2 separate regions of the Mus musculus genome follow, and region 1 is linked to region 2. Evidence: chromatin contacts called from public HiChIP or PLAC-seq data. All regions are on one chromosome and are shown on one strand. Each heading gives the region's core, a stretch centred on a gene start, on an enhancer-like site or on the middle of the called end of the contact. The rest is flanking DNA. Distances are from core to core; before and after follow the strand shown.

The links. HiChIP or PLAC-seq counts read pairs in DNA pulled down with a chosen protein or histone mark.
Region 1: an H3K27ac HiChIP or PLAC-seq map of embryonic stem cells shows a contact between it and region 2, with 6 read pairs. The contact joins two enhancer-like sites. A contact is called at or near these places in 1 of 39 promoter capture datasets (hippocampal neurons) and 1 of 115 datasets of contacts at active chromatin or transcription factors (embryonic stem cells).

The regions. Positions count from the first base shown.
Region 1 is chr4:127,322,032-127,326,069 of GRCm38.p6, forward strand. Gjb3 (gap junction protein, beta 3) reads right to left here. Exons shown (of 2, transcript NM_001160012.1): 2 at 3,204-4,038. The coding sequence ends at 3,894. Among named protein-coding and RNA genes, the nearest start is that of Gm40251, 5.3 kb to the right of the region's middle. Within about 2 kb of position 1,815, at least 41 of the 459 cell types and tissues checked have an H3K27ac peak or open chromatin away from gene starts, as enhancers often do. A contact at or near this core is called in embryonic stem cells, where this site is marked.
Region 2 is chr4:126,940,955-126,944,714 of GRCm38.p6, forward strand. All of the region lies in intron 2 of Zmym4 (zinc finger, MYM-type 4), which reads right to left. Among named protein-coding and RNA genes, the nearest start is that of Zmym4, 25 kb to the right of the region's middle. Within about 2 kb of position 2,042, at least 7 of the 459 cell types and tissues checked have an H3K27ac peak or open chromatin away from gene starts, as enhancers often do. A contact at or near this core is called in embryonic stem cells, where this site is marked.

The DNA of each region.
Region 1 (4,038 bases), core at 565-3,064, 380 kb after region 2:
AAGACAAAAATACCCAAACCACACCAAGACCATGGAGTTTGGTTTGTATTAGCCAACTACTCCTGGGCATGGGGTCTGACCTGCAGTGTGGTGGATCTATCCAGTGCTACTCCATTGGAGAAAACTAATTTTCCCTTATCTAGCAGGCACCAATCCCTCTATTGAGCCCCTCCCCTTAGGGCTTAGGGATCCTCCGTGCAGCAGAGGAGGAGGAAACCTGGTGGGTGACTGCAAAGGAAAGAGTGTCATGCAGACAAGAGGGCTGGTACACACATGAGCTCGTAGAGACCTTGACAGTACTCACCAGCCCTGCATGTGTTCAAGCCAGACAAAACCCCAGTTCTGAGAAGTGAAACAAGGCCCCACTTCCAGCCAAGAAGCGATTTGAAACTCCTGAATATTTTAATGAATTAATGAATTGATTTTAAAAACGTATTCACTTTACATCCTGCTCACTGTCCCCCTCCTGGTCACTCCCTCCCACAGTCCTTCCACCACACTCTCTCCCCTTCTCTGAGTGGGTGCCTCCTGTTCGTATCCCCCCACCCTGACACTTCAAGTCTCTGAGAGGTTAGGTACTTCCTCTCCCACTGAGGGCAGACAAGGCAGCCCAGCTAGAAGAACATATCCCACAGACAGGCAGTGGCTTTTGGAATAGACCCTGCTCTAGTTGTTGGGACCCACATGAAGACTAAGCTGCATATCTGCTACACACACACACACACACACACACACACACACACACACACACACAGCTAAACAGAGAATTCTCAACAAAGGAATCTTGAATGACCGAGAAGTGCTTGAAGAAATGTTCAACATCATGAGTCATCAGGGGAGTGCAGATCAAAACGATTCTGAGGTCCCATCTTAGACCCATCAGAAGGACTAGGATAAAAAACTCAAGCGATAGCACATGCTGGCAAGGATGTGGAGCAAGTGGGAACACTCCTCCATTGCTGGTGGGAGTGCAAACTTGTCCATCCACTTTAGAAATACATTTAGCAGTTTCTCAGAAAACTGGGAATAGTTCTACCTCAAGACCACTCCTGGGCATATATCCAAAAGATGTTCTACCATCCCACAAAGGCATTGGCTCAACTATGTTCACAGCAGCTTTATTCATAATAGCCAGACACTGGAAACAACCTAGATGTCCCTCAACTGAAGGATGGGTAAAGAAAATGTGGTATATATACACAATGGAATACTATACAGCTAAGAAAAACAAAGTCATCATGGATTTTGAAGGCTAAAGAATGGATCTTGGGTATATCATTCTGAGCGAGGTAACCCACTCCCCCAAAGGACATGCACGCTGTATATTCACGAATAGGTACATTTTAGCCATAAAATGCAGGATGCCCATGTTATTCTCCACAAACCCAAGAGGCTGGACAGGAAGGCGGGCCCAGGCAAGGATGCTTGAGCCTCACTTGGAAGGGGAAATGGGATGTGGGGTTTTATTTTGTTTTGTTTTGGTAGTGGTGTGTGGCTGGAGAGGTAGCTCAGTGGTTAAGAGCCCTTGCCGAGGGGGAGCTGTCCCCTTCTTCTGGACTCCTTGGGCACCTGCACTCATACACACAAACATACCCCCCACAGACAAATATACACACACACATGATCTAAAAAAAATTAAAGGAAAAAAAGATAGACAATTCTGAAATATGTAGCAGCAAACAGGTAGCGATCACCCCTCCCTGGGACCTTTGTAACCACCCAGCCCAAGCAGAGAGCTACCTGGGTAGAGCCCCACCACCAGAGACTCTCCCAGACACGGTCACACCTAGGTATTTCCTGGCTCCAACATCACTGTGCTAATGTTTTACATGCTGTGTCTCCTTTGATCTCTGTAGCAGTTCCTTCCAGAAGGAGCTGTTCTGAGTGTTGAGCTGGGTCCTTCTGCCCTTCAGAGGTTCTCCCCACCCCACCCTACCCCACCCCGCTCTGTGCCCAGGGAGACTCATTGTCACCCACAGCCTCAGCAGGCCCCCTTGTGTTCTGCCTTCTGGTTGGGTTGGGTCAGCGAGAGGTGGGGATTATTGGCTCCTATGGTAAAATGCATCCTCTCCCCCCTGCCCATTATCCCGCTGGCACTGGTCCCCACCTTCCACCCCTGAGACTGCACCAATCCTCGGGTGCTCTAGGAGTTATTTCTATTGCCCCACAGTGGAGGGTGTGATCTCTTACAGGGGAAGGAGCATGAGGAAGCTTGGTCACTCCAGCCAGGAAGCCCAGAGCTGGTTGCATATTGGTACCTTCACCCTTTCTATTCAGCCCAGGACCGAAATCTCTGGAACGGTGCTGCCCACATTTAGCTCGCATCTCCTCACATTAGCCCAATATAGACAGTCTCTCACAGGCACAGCCCTGAGCCCGTTAAACCCGGTTGACTTACCCACCCCTTAACGGCCACAGAGAGCAAAGGTGAACCACAGCCTGTTGTGTTTTTGAGGTGCCCTGACTTCTCTTTGCCCTCATTGGCTGGCAGCCCACTGCCTCTCGCCGTTGGTTTTAATGGTCACTGCATGTTCCCGAGGGTTGGTCTATGCTTGCACAGGGCTCAGTTTCACATTTGGGGCTGGCTTGGGATGCTGTTTCCCTTAAACAACAGGTCGTGGGCACACTTGGGGTGGGGCTGTGAGCAGAGTTGTAAGGCAGTCTGTGTTTCTGACTCCCCTAGACTAGCTAGCACCTTGAGTTTAGGTTCCACGTGGGCAGGCCAAGACTCTCTTCCAGCTGGTGTGAATAAGTTTGGGGGAAATTGACAGAGTTGAGCTGGGCGAGGCTGGGATGTGAGCAGTCTCTAGAGTGGCTACATGCTTACTCTACTATGAGTGTACATAAGTGAGAGCATGAGTAGCAGAGAGTGTGTGGATGCAGGGTGGGGACATGGGCTGAGCGAGGGAGTGTGTGTGTGCTCAAATCAAGGCTGATTTAGGAAGGCTGCAGCGCCCTCTGGTGGCCAAATCAGAATTCCAACACGTGTGTCTATCCCCGCCTCCTCCACTGCCTCCTCTTCCCTTGCCGCTAGCAGCCATCAGCAACTCCACCCTTTCCCAAAGCAGGCTTCAGCCTAGGTCATACTCACTATCCACCCTAGCTTCACCCCCAAGCTTCAGGGCTCTTTCCTTCCCCCAGTGCTGCCTCCTTTGACTTCAGGGAGTTGTGAAAGTTTAAGGAGAATGGAGGGAAGAACCGAATTGTATAAAACACAACTTTATTGCTTTTAAGGAAACGGACTTGGATATGTCAAGGATATACGCCGGGGATATGACAGGATACGCATGCCTCCAAGGTCCTGGCTACAGGGTGCAGAGGGCTCAGCACCCTGGTGGGAGGGAGAAGGTAGAGGTTGGCAAAGGGGGATTGAGAGGGACCCGTGGGTGTGTCTCAAGCAGCAGTAGACCTGCTAGCCACACTTGCTCTTTGGCCTCCAGAAGGTTGTGCCAAACCTTCTCATGGTTGAGTAGTAAAGCCTCCCTCTGGCTGGCTGTCCCCAGTCCAAAGCCAGCACCTCTCCTCTGAGATCCCCCAGTTCTTTTTGCTGTTGCTATGTCTGATGGAGAGCCCCATCTCCTTTCTTTCACTGTGCTTTTTCTGAGAGGGTGCCCAGCCGGGCAGTCCCCTGCAGTAGGTAGAAGCCCTGTGTACCATCCCAGCGCTAGTAGACCCTTGCATGCTTGTAGTAAATTTGCTAATCTAAATGTCTCTCGGAAGCTGGGTCTGTTATGCTACCTAAACCAGGTAGCCAGCACAGAGCCCAGCACCCACAAATACCTGCTTCAAACACAATTGGCTAGCTTAGTGAATTCAAAGTGGGAGCACTTGGCGCCCCCAGGACCCCTTCACCTGCAGCACCTCCCGGCTTCACCCCTTCTCTAGCACCTGGTTCAAATGGGGGTCAGGCTGGGCGCTGAAGCCTGCAGCTTTTCACTGGCTGGGTCTGCTTCCGGATCGCCACTCTCCAGCAGCTTGTGGTGACAGCGACAGGTGGAGGCCCGGCTGGAGGACTTCGGGGAGCTGATGCTCTTTGTG
Region 2 (3,760 bases), core at 792-3,291:
CGCTCCCACTTTTTCTGCAGTGTCTAAGACATCACAGTCCCCAAAGGAGTGACTTCCCTGCTCCTACAAAGAAAGAAATCAAAGATGAGATGACCTTTCTACTTCATCCTAAGATGGGACCATGTGCAGAGTGGTTTATATTACATACTGATGACTGGGAGTGTAATTTATTGAACATTTGCACTGGGAATTAAGTTAAGTTCTTATTCCATGCTTGGACAACATTGAGAAATGTTTTGTCTTTCAAATAATAACATCTCAGTTTTCTACCAATATTATGTCCCTAAATAAATTTAAAGCTTTAGTTTTAGTTTTACCATTTCCTTACACATACATACACACACACACACACACACACACACTCTCACACACTACTATGGTTTTTTTTTTTGTGTGGCTTTTAAAAACATTTCAGGTCTGGTGAGATGGCTCAGTGGATAAGGGCATTGACTGCTCTTCCAAAGGTCCTGAGTTCAAATGCCAGAAACCACATGGTGGCTCACAACCACCAATAATGAGATCTGGCATCTTCTTCTGCTGTGTCTGAAGTCAGCTACAGTGAACTTATGTATAATAATAAATAAATCTAAAAAAAAAAAAAAAGAAATTATGGCCGGGCATGGTGGCGCACGGCTTTAATCCCAGCACTCGGGAAGCAGAGGCAGGCAGATTTCTGAGTTCGAGGCCTGCCTGGTCTACAGAGTGAGTTCCAGGACAGCCAGGGCTATACAGAGAAACCCTGTCACCAAAAAAAAAAAAAAAAAAAAAAAAAAAGTTTCTAGCCAGGTAGTGCTGGCTCATGCCTATAATCCCAGCACTTGGGAGACAGAGGCAGGCCGATCTGTGAGTTTGAGGCTAGCCTGGTCTACAGAGAAAGTTCCAAGTCAGACAGTGCTACATGGAAAAAACATATCTTGAAAAATCAAAAGCATTTATCTCCTCAATTATATGTTTACAGGTTGTTTGCCTATGTGTACATATGTGTGCTGTGCATATTCATAGATGCCGGAGAGGGTGCTGGAAACCAAACCCAACTCCTCTGGGAAATATCAAGGACTTTCAAGAGCTGAGCCATCTCTTAAGCCCCAAGTTTGTTTGGTTTTTTTTTTTTTTTTGAGATAGTTTACTCATACTACAGTTCTAGTCGGACTGCAGCACACTATGTAGTACAGGCAGACCTTTATAACTTATAGTCCTCCTGCTTCAGCATCCCAAACACTGACCTAGCATTTACACCTATTTCTGAATTGCAAAGAATTCAACTTGCAAAACCAAAGAACTAAAAGGAACTAAGCATGTCTCAGTGGTTAAAGGAACTAAGCAATGTCTCAGTGGTTAAGTGCATTTGCACAGGTCCAGGGTTTAGTTCCTAGTACCTAAGTCAGGTGGCTCACACAGTCTGTAACTACAGAGGATCTAAGTATCTGACCTCTCTGGTCACCTATATTCACAATGCATACATCCCAAACACATACAGTATGGGATGCATATGTCCCATACACATACAGTATGTAGAGACAGATGGATCTCTATGAGTTTGAGGCCAGCCCAGTATATACAGTGACTTCCAGACACCCAGGACTATGTAGAAATAATTAATCTCAAAAGTAGTAGTAGTAGTAGTAGTAGTAGTAGTAGTAGTAGTAGTAGTAGTAGCAGTAGCAATAGCAGTACTAGTAGTAGTAGTAGTAGTAGTAGTAGTAGTAGTAGTAAAATAAAAAATACACTTTTAAAGAAACTGACTTGAATAAGTTACTGAACAGAAATAAAATTAAGTTACTAAGAAGTTTTTTTTTGTTTTGTTTGTTTGCCTTTTGTTTGTTGTTGTTGTTGTTTGGTTTTTCGAGACAGGTTTTCTCTGTGCAGTCCTGGTTGTCCTGGAACTCACTCTGTAGACCAGGCTGGCCTCGAACTCAGAAATCTGCCTGCCTCTGCCTCCCAAGTGCTGGGATTAAAGGCGTGCCCCACCACCGCCCAGTGCCTTTTGTTTTTTTGAGACAGAGTTTCTCTGTATAACCTTGGCTATACTAGAATTCACTCTGTAAACCAGGCTGCTGACCTTGCTTGCACTCATGGTGACCTGCTAGGATTAAAAGTGTGCACCACCACTGCTCAGCTTACTATGAAATATTTTAAAGAGTGTTATTGTATAACAATGTCCTAAAACATTCAGTCTCACTGTTTGAATTACAGAGGTGGGTGGGGAGGGTGCACTGGAATTTAGTTACCCATGGAGATGAGAGGCACAGGATATTTTAATTAGAGAACATCTCTCTGGTCTCTACAGAGAAGTGAAGACTCAAGATGTTCTAAATGGAGTCTCTGTACTGGGGAAGTTAACAATTCAGGAGCTTCATCAAATCCCTAAAACACATCAGATATACTAGACCCCTACTCTCTACCTCACGGTAAGCATAAGAACTACTCTTGCTGGGCAGTGGTGGCGCATGCCTTTAATCCCAGCACTCAGGAGGCAGAGGCAGGCAGATTTCTGAGTTCGAGGCCAGCCTGGTCTACAGAGTGAGCTGCAGGACAGCCAGGGCTACACAGAGAAGCCCTGTCTCGAAAAACCAAAAAAGAAAAAACAGAAACTAGCCAGGCTGCCTGGAAACAAAACAAAACAAACTTTCTACCTACTGAGGGGCTTGCTTACAAGCACTGAAGTGAGCTCCAGGTGACCTTGAGTGTCACCCACGCTGGGGTAGGATGTTGAGAATACCATTTCTGCTGAAAAGGGAGGGAGGGAGGGAGAGAGGGAGGGAGGGAGGGAGGGAGGGAGGGAAGAAGACAATTCATTTGTTAGGTGATGGATGGATGGATGGATGGATGGACAGACAGACAGAAAGGAAAATTCATGCTCTAAGTTAAGACTGGTGGTATCCATTTGCAGACTATCACCAGTTCTCTATCTGGGGTGAATAGACATTTATTCACTAGTGGTACATAAGTATTAACCATTATCAGTTTCTGTAGTTGTTGACACAGTGTCAATATTTAATAGATCACCTCAATTTATTTTCTTTCTTTCTTTCTCTCTCTCTCTCTCTCTCTCTCTCTCTCTCTCTCTCTCTCTCTCTCTCTCTCTCTTTCTTATGTTTTTCTGTTTTACAAGACAGGGTAGCCGAGCGTGGTGGCACACACCTTTAATCCCAGCACTTGGGAGGCAGAGGCAAGCAGTTCTGAGTTTCTGAGTTCAAGGCTAGCCTGGTATACAAAGTAAGTTCCAGGACATCCAGGGCTATACAGAGAAACCCTGTCTCGAAAAACCAAAAAACAAAAACAAACAAACAAACAAAAACAAGACAGGGTGCTTGTCCTGGAATCATTTGTAGACCAGCTTGGCCTCAAACTCACAAAGATCTGCCTACCTCTGCCTCCTAAGTACTAGGATTAAAGGAGTGCACCACCATGCCCAGCTAGCATAGCTCAATTTTAAGAACAAATACAATTTAAAAACATTTTTTAAGGCTGAGTATGTGGCTTAATGCATGAAGGCTTGAATTTGATCATCCTCACTATAAAAAATGAATAAATTTAATTTTTTTAATGAGGTGAAGACACTGATGTCTCACAACAGGTAAAAAATACTTGAAGAATATGCCTAACAACCTAATTCCAATCCCTGGAACCAACAATGGAAGGAGAACAGACTCAGACCTCACATATGTGCAGTGTAGCATGTGTGCACCTGCTTTCTTTTGTGGGCAGCTCCTCCTGTTTTCCCTCACCCCAATACAAATAAGTAAAATCATTTTATAAT